2 separate regions of the Bombyx mori genome follow, and region 2 is linked to region 1. The links are chromatin contacts, called in public Hi-C maps. All regions are on one chromosome and are shown on one strand. Each heading gives the region's core, a stretch centred on a gene start, on an enhancer-like site or on the middle of the called end of the contact. The rest is flanking DNA. Distances are from core to core; before and after follow the strand shown.

Region 1 (4,590 bases), core at 536-3,035:
GGGTAGATGACATAAAGGCCATTGCAGATCTCTACGTGGAAGAGGAAATGCCACGACCGGGGCTTATGGCAGGATTTGGGGGAGGCCTATGCAAAAACAAAACAATCTTTGTTGATGTCAAACGTTTAGAAAATTACATTAATAGTATGCACCTAAATATGAATTAAGATTGTTAATAAAGACAATAATAATAAATAATAATATTAATAAATGTTTGACTCATTAATGCTATAATATCCAATATTATAGCTTTTTCAGAAGAATCAATGTTACAAGGTACTATCAAAATACGTGGTTATATTATGTCCAATATAGAAGTGATTTAAAAGTATTTTTTTGTTCATATGTATTTAATGTATATAGGTTTCCTATACTGTTTTCTCTGATTAAAAATAATTATAGGCATTGTGTATTAAGTTTTGAAAAAACAAAAAAATGCTTAAATATTAAATTAAATATATGTGATATGCATAGTAAAGTCAAAATAGTCTTGAAAATAGTAAAAAAAAACCCTACAAAAAAGCTCGCCTGATGTATTTATTTCTAAAATTCGATACACTAGACTCACTCTATATAGCATTAAGGAAGGCTTAAGTTATGCTTTATATTTTACCAAAAGAACCAATTCGATAACTCTTACCAATGCTTTTAAAAATCGAAATTAAACTTCCCATACAAACTAAATCGTGAAATGGTGAATCGGCTTGAGGCGCGGGGCCGCCGGTATATTTCCGACATAATACCGCTGCGTCGAGCGATTACTACTATATATTCTATATACATTTAATAGCTATACAGGCGCGCATAGAACTGGCCGTACTTATGTGAGCGCTACGTGGCGCGCGCACTCAGCGCTACAGCGCTTCGCATTCGAGACCGTCTATTCATACAAGAGTGTGCAGCGGTTCAGCGTAAAGCTTTCTAGGCAGTCAGCTTATTATTATCGTAGATTGGCGTCGGCGCAACTACACGGCGTTAGAAGGACGTTCCGTTTTAAATATCAGGTTTTATTATTATGAAGAGCGGCGCAGCGGAGTGCGGACGGTGCGGCGGACGGTTGCGTGCGATAACATTTGACATTCGTAATTACTCGAGCGCGGACAGCGGTGTGGCGCAGGCGAGGCCGGCTCCGCGGCCATTCCGTCGGACTCCGGACAAAGAGGTCGCGCGTTGCGTCAGCGGCCGCCGGTTTGACAATCGCGCGTCGACGCCGCCCGCGCCGCCCTCACTCACTCGCCCGCATTTCACATACACTGCCGAAATATACGCCAGCCTTGAATGACACTACCCGCAACATTACCAAATGCTCGCTTCTAGTTATGTTTCCGCACTAACATAATTAACTCTATTTCACATTAATATCAATGTAAAGAAAAGGGAGCTGAATTATTTGAAGTAATAACACCGTTAGGAGCTTTATAAATACTAGGTTCAGACGAAAAATAGTAGTAGGTACTAAGCGGCAAATACTTGTCTCCATAAAAATAACTTTAATTTCGAAACCGAGAATTTTATTACACTTTCTCGATTTTCATTCTCTATATTCCTCTTTGCGAAAACCATAATTTCTGGTATCTTAATGAGCCCTAAAACATCCGAGACAACCAGTCCGCTCTCGACGCTTGTCGCGGAAGTTTATTCCTTAGAATTCTCTTTATAAGAACGATATTAAGAATTTGAGGTCAACTACGTCAGGCGAAGTCAAAGAGCAGAGAAGCAGAGAGAGATAAAACGCCGTAGGAAAACATTCCGTAAAGTATAACACGCCAAAATTCAGAAGACACCTAAAGTTGTAGCTTCTTGGTATTTGATGGGGTTCTTAAACTCGGAAGGGTACGTTCTCGACTGGAGATGTACACAGCTCGTCTCGACTGGATAGAAACACGTAAAGTTATAAGAAGAATACGGCGCCTTTTGCCTCGTCGTAGGAGGCTATTTCCGACGTCGATGTAGCTTGCTGGCCCGCTACTTACCGATGTACGTCGTCTATTCAAATGAAGCAATGAATTAGGTTTTGTACGCGCACGAAAGAATGGGACTGTTATCTCCTCGTCTTTAATTTGTCGTTTTCCATGCTTAATATGTGGATATACTATCTTGTTTCAAGTTTTACTTACCTACTTTTAATGTTTGTAGTTCTTGAAAATGTTGTTGAATAATTTTAATCAAATTCTTATGCCAGATCCACTTTGCTAATAGCTAGCTTATAAATTAGAAAAAAGTATTCGGAATTGTGTGTAAATTGGTCGATGCTAAGCTTAGAAGTTTTGCTTACATAAAAAGTATTAACAAATTATTATATTTACATAAAATCTAACCATATTTATTGTACTAAGCAATTTTTTAGCTAATTCACTTTCTCGCTTCAAGAAGTAAATAAATGCCAAATTCGTCGTAAATTCATTTTCATGTATTGTTTAATATATAAATACATATGACGTGATATTATAATATATATACGTGATTATATCACGATCGGGATATGATCATCAAGCCTCATGATGTATGTACAACGGTGCTCACGCCGTGGACTCACACCAAATAACCATGAGGTGAAAAAAAGCTTGTATATTTTTCTCGACAGTTTCTTAGGCCCTAGATTCGTCATAGCTTTCATAGCTAGGTATCCCATAACTTAGTAAAAACCTCCAAAAGTAATTAAGCTATGATCAAATATTTAATTAACATAATTAAATTATATGTCTTCTTTGAGTGATTTCTGACGAGTTTACATTGTTTTTGGTAGTCGGTTACTGGCTGGTTACAAATATATTTTCTTTATTTTGAATATTGTAGTTTCAATAAGTTCGAAAATGCACTTTTGTATTACAGCTATTTTATGAATTTTTCAGTCGGAATTAGTTGAAGCAATTGTTATTTTTTTTTTTTAAATAGTTCACATATGTATCGTGCGTTTAAAAAGTCGTATAACTAAAAGGAAGCGCCACGATTTTCTTTTGTTTTTTGTTGTTTTTAAAGCCACTGTAATCAGTTTTACGGTCAGTTACTTAAATTACGAAAAACTTATCGTTTTAGGATCGTCATACAAAACGATAACATTAAAGTCCGTTTCAATCTGAGCCAATTATTCAGGAATAACCTGAAACTACTAAAGATTTATTTTTAAAAATCTGCTTCGACTGCGATCTAAAATAAAATCCTTGTAGGCGTAGCTACACCTTCATAAGTTAACTTGATTGTGCTCTGTTCTGAAGCCAATTTTACTTTAGATATTTGTATTTTGGAAAGCCGTTTTGATTTTGAAGGAAGTAGTTACGTGCCTTTTACGTATTTCAGCTAGTACCGATCAGGACCTCCAAGGTAGGGGCGACGGTACCAAGCCTGTCTTGATGTAAGATTCGCGGGTTCAAGCTCGGACTTTTTGTTATTGCTTAGATGGGTGGACGAGCTCACAGCCCACCTGGTGTTAAGTGGTAACTGGAGCCCATAGACATCTACAACGTAAATGCGCCACTCATCTGGAGAAATAAGGTCTAAGGTCTCAGTATAGTTACAATGGAAATAAGTTCTAAGGTCTGAGTATAGTTATAACGGCTACCCCACCCTTCAAACCGAAACGCATTACTGCTTCATGGCAGTAATAGGCGGGGTGGCCTACCCGTGCGGACTTACAAGAGGTCTTGCCAGCAGTATTCAGTACTTCATTGATAGATATGTTTAAAAAATTTCTCGGGTGGTTCTTAGAGCTTTAAAAACTCGTTAGCAATGCTCTCAAGATTATGTTTGATTTTTTTGTATTAAAATCAGAAAAGATTAATTTTGAAAACTTTTTGAAAAATATATATATTTATTATTAAGCACTATGGTCCATTTTTGAATCGATAGTAGATTTTGTTCTTTCAGAACTTCGTGTTCTAACAATCGTAGTTAAAGTGATATCAATTGTTTTTTTTTTCTTATTTTCATTACATTGCTGGTATCCTTGTCTTCAGGCGAAAGAGTATGATTCCTTTGCACTTCAAAACGTTGTACGGGGGTAATAACTCGAGCACGCTACGCTTCGTCACTATATGCATAATCAGAGAGTATTTAATTAATTTCAATGTATACCATAGAACAAAGTTTGGTAAGAGACCTTCCCCGATCGTCTCGGATTGGAGCCGTTTTGTCGGGTCTTATGATCATGAACATGGCGCGTTGTAACTCAACGCGGGAGACAGATGCTCATGTATGTGCGTTCTGAGTCGCTGCGACGTGACGTCATCGCGCTAACTTTAGTCCCGAGCAATGATTAACAAAGCGAATAAAGCTCAAGGATGCCGACAATTATGTCAATAGGAGACCTGCAGTTTCCCGTTAAAAAGTGACTGTTTATTATTTATTTATATTTTCATTGCGTAGATAGATGCGTGAGCGACTCCACGAAGTTTCTGGTGTTAAGTGAATATGATGACGTCATCATAATTGCGCCTCCTTCGCGGCAGAAATAGGCAGATTTGTAATTGATCCTACCACCAGTAAATATTTACTGGTGTTAAGTGATTACCCGAGGACATAAGTCACACCGTGAATATGATGACGTCATCATAATTGCGCTATGTCTGTTTAGCTCTTCAAACTGCTTCGCGG
Region 2 (4,606 bases), core at 1,375-3,874, 43 kb before region 1:
GTTTGAAAAGGCTATATAAGTATTACGTGATTCATGTGTACAAGATTATACGGAGTTCGCTACCGAAAATGAAGATTTGTTGTAGGACTGGCGACTCATAATAATGTTAAGAGTACGTTTGAAAAATCGGGATTAAGAATTTTGAATGGTATGAACTGCGCTCAATGTAATATTGTAAACTAACGAAATCGATAACATTTTCTGATAAATTTAGGAAAGAAAATATTCTTTAGCCTCTTTTAACATTACATTCACTTCAGTGACATTTCTCTTACACCGCGTAAATGTACTGAATATAATATTAACGGAAATAATTAACTATAATGTAAATATATAGACTGCGAAAGGGCCAAGCCGATTTCGATGAATTTTTTAGGAAATGCTCAGAATGGCCTAGCGGGTGATCCCGGATGAGGTTTTTGGTAGCGGTCGGATCAATGTTAAATCAAAGTTCGGCCAGCAAATCAGGCCCGGCTTGACTATTAATATATCTAAAAAAAAAAAATTGTGGCGAAAAAACAGATACAACTATCAGTATGACCGGAGATCTTAGACCCGAAAACGGCTTCTTCAGTATAACCCTTAAGGGAAATCGATATATAAATAGGCAAAGAAAATAACAGTTTAGTAGATTTTGTCTTTTCTTTGTCAATTGATCTTCCTTTGTTAATAGCTATGGTGTCATTAATAAAAAAACATTAAAAAGTTTTTTCCACCTTTAACATGAAAAACTATGATTATCAAAACAAAAGAAAAACGATATCCAAAAAACGAATTTAAACCTTGAGGTGTCAGTGATTTTGGTCGAATTTTGAAAACTAGACAAACACTGGTATAACGCTATAAACTATAAAGTACAACAGAAGTAGTTAAACCATGTATTTCGAGAAGTATAGCACTATCTCATTTACCCAATTAACATTGAAATATAGATAGGGCACATAACAATTAAAACAAAACAAAAGAGGTACCTACGGTTGACATAGAGATACGATTGAATTACAAACCAAAACTTACATATCGCAACTTTAGAATAATAGAGGCTAGACCCACTTTAATTCAAAAATGAACCTAGAACGCCCCTTTTCAGCCATTGTTATGAATCATAATATATTATTATGACCAAAAGTAGTATCCTCCTCCTCGCGTCGTTTTCCTCATTACTGAGGGTCGAGACTCCCCCGCTGCATCAGTTTCTCCCGTACGATTTCCCTCCACCTTTTACCTTTACCTTTTAGTAGTTTGCCCAATGCTTGCTTAACAACTCCGCTATTTTGGAAAAACCAGACAACGACCACACCGTTCCCAAAATATATGTACATTCTAGAGAACTATCAATCACATCACTTTACCATGTTTTTGTGAATGCACTACCAAATAACCAATAATAACTTCGAACACGGTGTAAGTTATCTTTGCCGTAAGTAAATGCTAAGTAAACGAACAGATTTGGCGCTTTTTTCTTTTATTTATCGGACTTTCTGTACAATGGATTCCAATTCAAACTTAACGCCAAGGTTGTTTATACTAGTCAAGATAGGGAGGTACAGTATTAAGCGTAGAAAGAGTACAGTGGTACTACGCTACCTATCTTGAATAACGATGTTGAAATTATAAAGGTCCTTTGTCCCACCCTTCAGAGAAGAACTAAGTCGTCGTGGCCTAAAGGTTAAAACGCATTCCTGTCGAGCGATGCAGCGGTGTTCGAATCCCGCAGGCGGATACCAATTTTTCTAATGAAATACGTACTTATCAAATGTTCACGATTGACTTCCACGGTGAAGGAATAACATCGTGTAGAGTTCGCACGGGTAAGTAGGGTGGGTAGTAGGGTAGGTAGGTAGGTGGGACCCTGCCTATTTCTGGCATGAAGCAGTAATGGGTTTCGGTTTGAAGGGTGGCGCAGTCGTTGTAACTATACTTAAGACCTTAGAATTTATATCTCAAGATGCACCCACCTTGCATTTACGTTGTAGATGTCTATGGGCTCCAGTAACCACTTAACATCAGGTGGGCCGTGAGCTCGTCCACCCATCCAAGCAACAAATAAAAAGATAATTAAGCTTTTAAAGGTATCATTTGAACAGTTCCCGTTACTGATATTTTAGGCAATGTGTCAGAAATTGTGCCTTTCGATTTGTAGAGTATCTATCGTAAGCTTCAGGGTCGCGTTTCCGATCCGTTGGTAGATTCTGCGAAGCACTGCTCTTGCTAGGGTCAGTGTTAGCAACTCTCTGGTTGAGCCCCGTGAGCTCACCTACAAACGTTAGGGTGAAGCTGAAATAGCCTCTCAAGGCTATCAGCATAGGTAGGAAATTAAAAAAGTAAGCTTCAATCAACATCGTTAACATTATTTCATCTATGTTTATTTCGATGCTATTAATATTTTGAGCTCTTATCGTTTTCTCTATTATTTATAAAGAACACAGCACACGGTAACGAATAATACTATTGCAAAATCTTAATTGTAATTTCTATTATTTAACACATATTTACTGCGCAGTTATGTTTTGTACATTTGTAGACAGGAGATTTAAAAGTAAAAAGAGCGGGAAAGGTATCCAGCCGCCATGTTGGAGTGCGTTCCATTGTACGCAGCTCGGCCGCCACGTGCATCGCACATCTGCCGGACGCCGACACGCGCACCCTTCGACATCTCCTGCTCTGTGCGGCTGTATATAATGCATATCCCACAGTAATAAGTGAACATATTATCATGCACAATATAATCTTCATTTGACTAAAGTAGTTTTCATACTCTTTTCTTCTTTCTAAATCACCAATGACGTAAAATGTATATAAAATGCGAGTATTTTATGTGATAATTCTATTAGTGAATAAGATGATTGAATATTAATGTACTGAAAGTTATAGACCTTATCTCACAAGGAGGGTAGTAGCATTCGCATAACATTAGTAGTATTTAGTTTTAGTAGTAGTAGTAGCATTGTAACTATACTTGAGACCTTGGAACTTGTATCTCAAGGTGGGTGGCTAATTTACGTTGTAGATGTCTTTGGGCTCCAGTAACCATTTAACACCAGGTGGGCTGTGAGAACGTCCACCCATATAAGCGATTAAAAAAAAATCGCATTGTAAGGTTTTTGGGTTCTGGTGACCGCTTAACATCAATCGGGCTATGAACTAGTCAACTCGTTTATGGTAATTTAATAAATAAATCCATACCTATGTCACGGTAGGTAGGTATTTTGAACACTAAAATTTATTAAACAAGCCAGTATAAAACAAAAACACAAAAGCGATATTATCGTGGGGAGTGGAGCGCATGCGCGGGGTGACGGTCGCCCTCTCCGACCTCCCCTTCCTATTACGCACTCTATTTAGGGGCTGCTTGCTACAAAGAACAACTCCGGCCTATCTATTTTGGTCTCAGGGATATTGTCATAGACAAAATTATTGGATTCTGAACGCTCCCGCCGCCAGACCCACCGATGAAATATGGCGATAGCAACGCGGGAAAATAAAATTTGGCGGGATAGGTACTGCAACGCATTTTGGTTATCTAAGGTTTTGCTTGTTTTGTGACAAAATTAGAAATGTAGGAGGTACCTACTTTAAAAGTAGTAGAAGTGTAGTAACTACTACTGCTAATACTCCAAGATAACTTTTCATATCTTTTTGGATGTACCTATATTGTATTCATGAATTTCTAGCGTTATTACAAAAGTAAGACCAAAGGCTCCCATTGTATTTTGAAGCTGATACGCTAGCACCATTTTCTATATTTCAACAAGGAAAAACCGAATGTAAAGCTTCAGAGCATTTTTTGCTTTATTTTTCATTTTTTAAGGATTTAAAACAAATGTTAATAAAGACTTCGGTACAGGTGTAGTGCGACCTTGAACCGTTTCAGCGAGATTCCGAGCTGCGACCACGTGATCTTATCACGTGTAGCTGCAGGCCTTATCGGTGGCCGCTATTTACGAGACGCAGGGCCGGACGCGCGATGTAAAAACCTTTAAACATATGTGAGCATAGTCTATAGTCGACCATAGACTATAGTCGACCATAGACTTAAAACACGTAATGGACACTTGTAGGGAGATGTTTCATGTCTATTGATCTATGATCAAAAGGAATGGTTTACATGTATTTTTTCTACTTTTCTGAATAAATCAAAATTTGTAAACAAAATCGCTAGAGCCTGCCCTACTAATTTTAAGAATACATATCAAAATAAATTAATGAGTAAATGAAATAGGCTATTTGCTTAGGTGCACATTTTTATGCATAAGTGTTTAGATAAACATTAATATTTGAGTGGTTGTTTGTTTGTGACCTAAATGTTTGCACACATGTACATAATGTGTAATTTATTCGGCTGATTTGAAACTTGTTACATTTGCCGGTACTTTAGGGAAGGTATTTGTCATTGTATCATTAACGTAAGAACTGTTTTTTTATCTATGTGCATGCCAATCGTACTGGAGGAATACGTATCCACATAGTATTCCTGAATCCGTTCTAGACATACATACAAACTGGGCAGCCCCGTGCTTCATATGTATGACTCACGCTTGTAGGAAAACACATCCCACCGATACCGCAAGTAGCACAGTAGCTAAGTTTATGAAACCTCACTTAG

The links. A called contact is a pair of places that touch in the nucleus more often than the background predicts.
Region 2: a Hi-C map of whole pupa shows a contact between it and region 1, with 4 times the contacts expected there. The contact joins two enhancer-like sites.

The regions. Positions count from the first base shown.
Region 1 is chr25:6,897,951-6,902,540 of ASM3026992v2, reverse strand. No RefSeq gene overlaps it. Among protein-coding and RNA genes, the nearest start is that of LOC134201361, 3.6 kb to the left of the region's middle. Within about 2 kb of position 1,785, at least 1 of the 8 cell types and tissues checked has open chromatin away from gene starts, as enhancers often do.
Region 2 is chr25:6,941,434-6,946,039 of ASM3026992v2, reverse strand. No RefSeq gene overlaps it. Among protein-coding and RNA genes, the nearest start is that of LOC119630593, 18 kb to the left of the region's middle. Within about 2 kb of position 2,624, at least 8 of the 8 cell types and tissues checked have open chromatin away from gene starts, as enhancers often do.